2 separate regions of the Rattus norvegicus genome follow, and region 2 is linked to region 1. A link is a contact called in public Hi-C data. All regions are on one chromosome and are shown on one strand. Each heading gives the region's core, a stretch centred on a gene start, on an enhancer-like site or on the middle of the called end of the contact. The rest is flanking DNA. Distances are from core to core; before and after follow the strand shown.

Region 1 (3,825 bases), core at 662-3,161:
ATTCTGCTGACAGGTTGTGGCTATTGGTCTTATGGGTGGCCAGCCTGACGGACTGAATCACTGTCATAGTGGGTCTCTGTGGAATATACTATGAGCAAGGATGACTAATACTTAGCCTCTGCTAAGATGGGGGCCTTAAGAGATGGCCTCTTTACAGTTGTGCAGAGGGGTAGGTCGCACACTAACTATGTATGGCCCCTTTCAAACTGACATGCCATGCAGTACTGAGTACTTAAGATATTGATATAAGGCAAAACACACACATAAATTATCCAAGGAGCGTAGCGACATCTCCTAGTGTTGCTAAAGAGTGTTTTGGATTGACCAGGGAGTACGGCGTCAAAATCCCTCTGTTTAGTTCTAATAAAATCTGAAAGTGTTGAAAACATAAACCTATACAATGATTTGTAATTGCCTCAGCAGCTACCACAGCAATTTTAGGTTTAACAATTTTATTTTCTGGCAACTTCTGCACCAGTGTTTGCTCGTTGACTTCAGGGTTAGGACCAGAAACTTGAGGAGGGGGGAAAAAAAGAAAGAAAATTGTTCCAGTGTTCTTTATAGTAACAAAAGAGTCTCTTTCCTCTTCTGAGTGTTTCTGTTTTGCTAGCATAGCATATTTATTACTTTTTTTTTGATCCAGGAAAACTCCGTGAGTTCTCAAGAGCCACCATTCTGGCTTTGCTGGCAGGGTAGCCTTACCTGATAAACGTCAAGTCACTGAGACCTGAAGAGTTTTGTTTCACTGTGAAAGGCTATGCGACTGCCAGAGATTTCTTACCAAATTTCCTTAGGACCTCTGCTGCCAAGCCTCTCCCTCATGTATGGAGTGTTCCCTTGCTCTTCAGAAGGGATGGTTCTGGAAACATTTTGACATATCTTCTCACAAATAGGAGAGCAAAATGAAGCCATATGATATCTCTTAATTCGTAGTACCTGAACAGCACCCTCCTCAGTGTATGCACTGAGTGAATGCATAACGCTGCACATAAAGATACTTGAGAAAGAAAAGAGAGCTTAGGCCAGTGGCTCTCAGCTTCTCTGGGGGAAATGATCATTTCACAGGGGAAAACAGATATTTACATTGCATTCATAACAGTAGTAAAATTACAGTTATGAAGTAACAACAAAATAATTTTATGGTTGTGGGGTGGGAGGGTCAGCACAATACAGAGCACTGTATGAAAGGGTCTCAGAGTTAGAAAGGTTAGGCTGTTATGGTCTTAGATAATGGGAACCCTGTAGCTATTTCTCTCTACAGTCATGGCAACACAACCACAAGTAGACCCGTGTTCTATGCTTCTGCCACTGTCCTTTGTTGCTTGGACTGCTATGGAGGAAGTCACAGGGGAACTCCTGCTTCTGTTCAGCCGGCCTTCTCTAGAGCCCAGCACACAGGAGGGTACACTCAAAGCTTAGGGCTTTGGGATTGTAGATGGAAGTCATTTCTATAATTTGGGGGTCTTGTGAGTTTGCAAATCAATTTGCCTCTCAGAGCCTTGGAACTCCAAAGCTTTGACCTGTGAGATCCCTTAAGGCGGGGTACTCCTGGCTAGATGCAGTCCTTTGATTGAGGTTTGCCTCAGCCCTGGAGCTGATCCCTGACCCATTGTGAACTCTTTAGCAATATCTACTGTGACCCTAACCACTGTACCTCTTTACCTCTCCCCTCTTTTTCTTCTCCTAATTCCACCCTTTCACTTTCTCCCTCTCTTCCTTTCTGCTTCCCTCCTTTTCTCCCTTTCCCACCAATTCCTCTTCTTCTTTCCACCTCTCTACCTTCCTCTTCCCCTTCCCCTCCTTTTCCCTTTCGTCCCTCCCTCTCCACTTTCATCCTGTCTGTCATCTCCATCTAATTTCCCTTCTCCATAGTCTAGTCCTCCCCCCCCCCCCATCCAGGACTCGGCGCTCGGCTAGGCGGCGGATCGACGTGCTCGGCGCTCGCGGCGTGCGGAAGTGCGGCCCTACGGCAGACTGCTGCGGCCCGGAGCGGGTTGGCCCGGACCTGACGCCGCCTGCAAGCTGCAGGTAAGTGTAGCGTCCGGGGCCCGGAGTGGAACCGCAGGGCACCGAACCGTCGGGGCTGAGCGACCTGGGACGGCGCCGTGAGGGACCCGGGCGCGTTTGGGAGCTGCGGGCCGAGTCTTCCCACCCGCCTCCGCGCTGGCCTCCGGGCTGGACCCGGGAGGAGCGGCAGATATGGAGGGTTGGTTTTTAATCCGCGTAACCCCCCCATACTAACGCGGATGGGAAGCTTGAGTGGTTTCTTTACTACTCTGGGAGTAGCAAGTGCGTGTTCAGCCACACCTTCATTAGACCATTTGGATGCCTTATACTAAAAAAAACAAAACAAAAAACAAAACAAAACAAAACAAAAAACCAAAAAACTAATGGCTACTGGTTATCTCCCTACTAATGCATAGTAAGACTTTGTTTATAAAGCTTAGCATGTGATGGCCCAGGCTTGGTAACAGATTCCGCCAGTGGCAGTCAAAACTGACAGTCAAAACAAGAAGATCTAAATGTGAAAAATTTGTGATTCGAAAGACGCTGATGCGAGCTTGCTTCTTACATCTTCTCTTTTGTTTGACTCAGTAAAAGTATTTTTAAGCAAGGGAACAGATTGTTTACTCCGTTTGTTGGAAAGAATTTTTGGGGACATTGAAAAGTGGTCTTTTTTTTCCCTTGTCAATTATTTAATTTACTGTTCCAGACGTTTTGAACTATTAGCCTCCAAAGGTGACACCTCGAAGGTTACATTCAAAACATTTGTAAAGGCTGTACGGGGCTTTTTCAACTCTTGCCACTTAAAACTTATAAAGAATATTCATGACTTTATAAAATAGGTAGGCAATGTAGCCATTCACTAACCGTAAATCACAAAGCATTTTATTTTTGTATACATGTAAACATCATTTTTTAAAGATGAAAGCGTAGAGTTGGATAACTCAATTCTCTTTACATAAAGAGTTAAGTCTTGGTTTAATATTTGTAACCACAGGACACTGAGCATCTTCAATGCTTTTCAGAACTGATTATTTTAATTTTCTAATCATCAGTACTGGGAACATTGCTCCATATAAATACATAGTACAAAATGGTAGGAGTGCAGTTAGGAACATTTTGGAAATTGTTGCAAATTTGTCCTTACTCCCAAGCAAAACTCATTGATGATCTTTCTAGAACTTCAAATCAGCAACTCTAAACAGCAGTTCTTCAAATTAAAATCCTGACACAACACGAGTCAAAGACCCATTTATCTGATGATTGCATGCTGAGGAAGGCCAGGTAGGGAAATGTATATAGTCTTTGCTTTCTGTAATCAAACCATTCTTCTTCTTTAAGAACAGAACACTTTGTATATATATATAGTGTGTGTTCGTTTTCCATTGGTGTAACCAAGTTCCTGCCAAGCAGCATAAGGGAAGAAGGGCTTAGTCTGGTTTATAGATTGGAGTTATATCACCCATGCTGGTGAGGCAGCTCCATGGTGGCAGGACTGTGCCCTGGGACACCTCAGGAACTGGAAGCAGGTAGAAGTCAGGCTGTAGGGCTGGGCTCAAAAACCTCAAGTCCCCACCCCCTGGCGACTCACTTTCACAACAAGGCTCTTCATCCTAAAGCTTTCAAAACTACCTAAAACAGTGTTAGGAGGTTTGGAGCCTATAGGAGATATTTTCTGTTCAACTAGTAACATACAGTGAAAACGACTGCTATTTGTAACATAAAGTGATTTGACTCTGAATTGTATGTTTGTATGTTTGGTTTTAATACTCTCGTGACATGGCACCGTGGACAGGGAGAGAGAGAGTTCAGAACCAATGC
Region 2 (4,105 bases), core at 1,485-3,984, 91 kb after region 1:
CATGGTCACGAAGACACACACACATACACACACACACCAGATATGTCTGCACACACAATTTCTTATAAACCTAGCTTAGTTTAATCAGTTGTTAGCAAATAGCTAATCGTTCACCTGTTACTCCTTCCCCCTCATTCTATATTGTTTGAAGTAGACTACATAATTATGTATTTTTTAGAGGCAAGGGTGATTTAAAATTTTTAAATTGAAGTACCAATATTAGTACTTGAAATATCAGTAATTTATTTCTATTTGGGGGTGTCTTATTTGTTTGTTTCTTTTGAGACAGGATCTTTTTATGAAGCTGGCCTAGGCTGGCCTAGAACTTGCAGGTCCTCTAGTCTCAACTTCTGAATACTGGCATTGCAGACACATACTACCATGCCTGATGTTAATAACATTTATAACAAATGTTTGTTAATTTTCAAGTTCAATTTAACTTTATCCAGAGCCGTCCCTAGGTGTTCATGCTATCCCCTTTACACCTGATCTTAGCCAAAAGCCAGGAAGCATTGCTCCTATCTCCTTAGCTGGCTCTTTTGTAGATGAATTGGCAGATGTGCCTGGTGCACAAGCAGCGCTTGTTTCCTAACGCAGAAGAGCCAGGTACTCGGGAAAATACATTTGCTTTGACCTGTTTTGCAGCACGATGTTTTCATGTCAGCATTATATGTGTACATGCCATTGGATATGCTACCCCTTTCACATACACAGTGTCACAGGCAGTGTAATGGTGGTACAGGTCTGTGTGCAAGGGGGAATCTTTAGCTAAAACATGCCTTAAGTAGAAGTTTACAGGGAATAAACAGTTGTTCTTTCATGTAATCTATAGTTGTTGGTGAACTCGTAACAGATACTTAGAATTTTCTTAAGTCTGTGGAAGAATCGCCACTAAGTGTGTGGGTCCTCCGTCAGTCATACTTTCCTAATGCCATTTGTTGGATTTCTCTGGTGAGAAGGTGTCACAGGAACCACTGACAGATGTCCCTTGTCAGTACACACTGACGATGGGAAGAAGGAGTGTAGGAGTGTTGCACCATCCTGTTCTCTCCAGGCCTGTGACTGACAGCATACCCCTCCACTTGTCCCTGTGCTGCACTGTTGTACAAGTGCTCCACCCAACTGGGATTTCTCTGGCAGGAAGGCAAGCTAGCCCTGGGCTACTGAGGAAGATCTGTACTGAAACTTCCCAAGCTAGATGAGCCATGTCTACTTTCTGTGTTTTTTGATGCTCATTTTCTGTCATAGGTGGATTTTATTAGGGAACGGTTGCAGAGTTCTAATTAGTAATCAGTTGAATTGATACCCTCAGCTTAAGTATGTGATCTGAGTTGACACTGAAAAGATGAAGGTGACTGCTAGAAGGGCCCAGAAATTACGGTTGCATCTGAGCAGGATACTCGAGCTTTCCCTCTAGAGCGTCAGGACTTGGTTGGCAGGGTTAGAGAAGTCATTGCCATTGGCCTGCCCAGTACCTGTGGCTTGATTGGACCGACCCCTGTGTTCAGAGACAGACCGAGCCCCTGATTGCCTGTCAGGTACAAGCTTGATGATGTGATTGCAGCTCTGTTGAAGGCTGCTGCATATGAGAAGGTGACTGACCTTCCAGCTGTCAGGTGCTGTTTAGAGGTGATGTGTGTGTGCTCTAGAATGATGAGACCTGCATTGCATCTAGAACTCTGTTGTCAAGGTGACATGGTTCTCAGTGGGTATCCTCAGGACCCTTGTTTCACAACAAAAGCTGGCTGTCCTTTCAATCCATAAGCAGTGGATCTGAAGGCTTTCTATTCTAGTCACTGCACTTAGACTACTAACTTTGGAGAAGAGAAATGGATGCAGTTGTTTAAACCCAGACAAAACAGTGGCTAAGAACTGAGACAGCTAGTGAAATAAAACCCAGTTTAAATGGATAGACTATAAATATTAAAAGCAGGGAAATAATTCTTGGTGTCTTTTAAAAAAATTGGCCTTTATACATGACTGTGGTCTATACTGAGGATTGGTAGGACCTCCTTTGGACTTCAGTTGTTACAGTATTAGTGTACAGCCACCCTGGCAGATGCTGCTCATCAAATGAGTCAATGGGAAGGCTCACTACCTTCCTCAGAGAGCTGGCATTCCAGATTCCCTCCCTGTTCCCTGGATCCTGACCCTGAAACCTGATACGACGTTTGGGATTTTTTACATTAAGGAAAAGTGTCAGGAGATAAAACATGTTTTATGTTGGAAAAATATAAGTATTTTTAGTTTTTTCTAAATTTCATGATTTATGTACATTATAAGACCTGATTTTGAAAGTTTAAATACAGACTCAGGATTTGAGTACTGTGTTTTCTAGCCTGAGCTGAGTTTCTGGTGCCCTGAGTGCAAAGCACCTAGTACTCTGAACCATTACACAAGTCAAAGTTTTTCTACTGCCTAAGGATTGGTCTCTAGGAATTCCTATGAAATAGATCCAAAATTAGTGTACGTCTTGAGGTTTCCTGCCAGGAAAAGCCTTTGGTTAACCCCTGCTGGGATTCTCAAACAGAACTTTAAAAGGTGGCCTTCAAAGGTGTCTTCTTCTTTGTTCCTGAAGTGGCCTGAGTTTACCTCTCAGGCCAGCTGGCTGTCTGGTAAACTGGGGGAAAGGCCATCAGCTTGCTCTGACATCTTTGGATCTGTGCTCTAGGTAGGACTTCCAGAGGGACTTCCTAGAATCAGAGCTCAGTGAGGGGTGTTTAGAAGAGGAGCCAGAGCTTATGTAAGCAACGGGTTCTTAAAATAGACACTCAGCAGAAGGAAGGAACAGTCATCCATGGCTCAGGGTGTCTTTGAAGACTTGGAGGGGACAGGTCACTCCTGAATGGTCTTTTCTCAGTATTCACAGTGGCGCGTGGGCTGCAGGCAGTGAGCTGCTCAAAGAGGCTCATAGCTCCGCATGCTCAAACCCCTGGGTTTGATGCACTGTAAACCAACCAGCCAACAGAATAGACTTTAATGATTTCAAACGTGTAGTAGATTGTTAAACACCACTGTAAAACTAAAAATATTTGTTTGCCCAAGAGCCTTAAGATACACAAGGTTTGATTTTTCAGCTGGAGCTCATTCAGTGGTAGGGATCTACAGTTTGGTTACATTTTATACAGAAAAAGTAAGCTATGTTTCCATTGATATTTATCTAAACTATAGCATTTATCTTTATGTACACATTTTCTACATAAGCATTTTGAATAATAGGGTTACTAATACAATTTTGGTGTTTTCTTAACAGAAGAGTAGGGTAGTTTCCATGTATTAGAGTAAATTTCAGTCCCTATTAGGAAACTGTTGGCTTCATTGAATTTTCTTTAGAATTATAAAAAAATATATTTCCACAGTTAAGACAGTAGACATAGGTTATAGACATATTAATTTTTTTAAAAAAAAATGATAACTTTTTCTTTAAAGTTATAGTGTAGTTTGTACATTAGGAAGGGTTCATCATGGAGTTCATTTCCTGGAGATTGAAACACTGAGATTGAATGAGTGAATCTCAGTGTTTGCCGTAGCATACCCTGAATGATAACACTTAGAAGGAAAGAGATCTACATCTTTTTCCTGCAGCTAAGTCTCCTCTGTTATTGGGCTCATAACCCCTGAGCAGTGTGGCAGTGTCCAGTTGCAGACTCCTGGGAAGGAGTCCTCCACCTGGACTGTTGTCTTTTGTATGCTGTAATGACAGTGTTTTGAACTGGCTTTAGAAGAGGGAATCCGGCAGGATTGGGTACTGCCGTAAGTCTGGGAGCTCTATAGGGATGCGCAGGATACAGTGGATGCAGAAGAGGGAAGCATCGGAGAAGTGCTGAGCCCAAAGCAGTCTTCTCCCCGGGCGGGGGACGGCAAGAGTTTCCATTCTCTGTCGTGTGTGCGTGCGTGTGTGTACGTTCTGTTTTTCAGAAGCAGGAAGAACATCATGAGTTAGATTCAGAGTGCCCACATTAGAAATTGCTGCTGGTGTCTGAAAATGGCATGTGTATTTAACAGTTGTATTTGCCAGAATATAAATTGACAGTTTTTTTAAAACATGATTGATTGTAGATTTTAAAACATGTGTATAATGTGATGACTGTCTTAGTTTACCTTC

Evidence for each region. A called contact is a pair of places that touch in the nucleus more often than the background predicts.
Region 2: a Hi-C map of psoas muscle shows a contact between it and region 1, with 2.9 times the contacts expected there. The contact joins the enhancer-like site here to the promoter of Exoc2 in region 1. A contact is called at or near these places in 8 of 12 Hi-C or Micro-C datasets (the A7r5 cell line, Schwann cells, frontal cortex and 5 more).

Annotation. Positions count from the first base shown.
Region 1 is chr17:33,713,069-33,716,893 of GRCr8, forward strand. Exoc2 (exocyst complex component 2) reads left to right here and starts at 1,912. Exons shown (of 29, transcript NM_134414.2): 1 at 1,912-2,028.
Region 2 is chr17:33,803,382-33,807,486 of GRCr8, forward strand. All of the region lies in intron 12 of Exoc2 (exocyst complex component 2), which reads left to right. The region is part of intron 2 of LOC120097838 (a long non-coding RNA gene); the gene reads right to left. Among named protein-coding and RNA genes, the nearest start is that of Mir6319-1, 10 kb to the left of the region's middle. Within about 2 kb of position 2,735, at least 11 of the 93 cell types and tissues checked have an H3K27ac peak or open chromatin away from gene starts, as enhancers often do.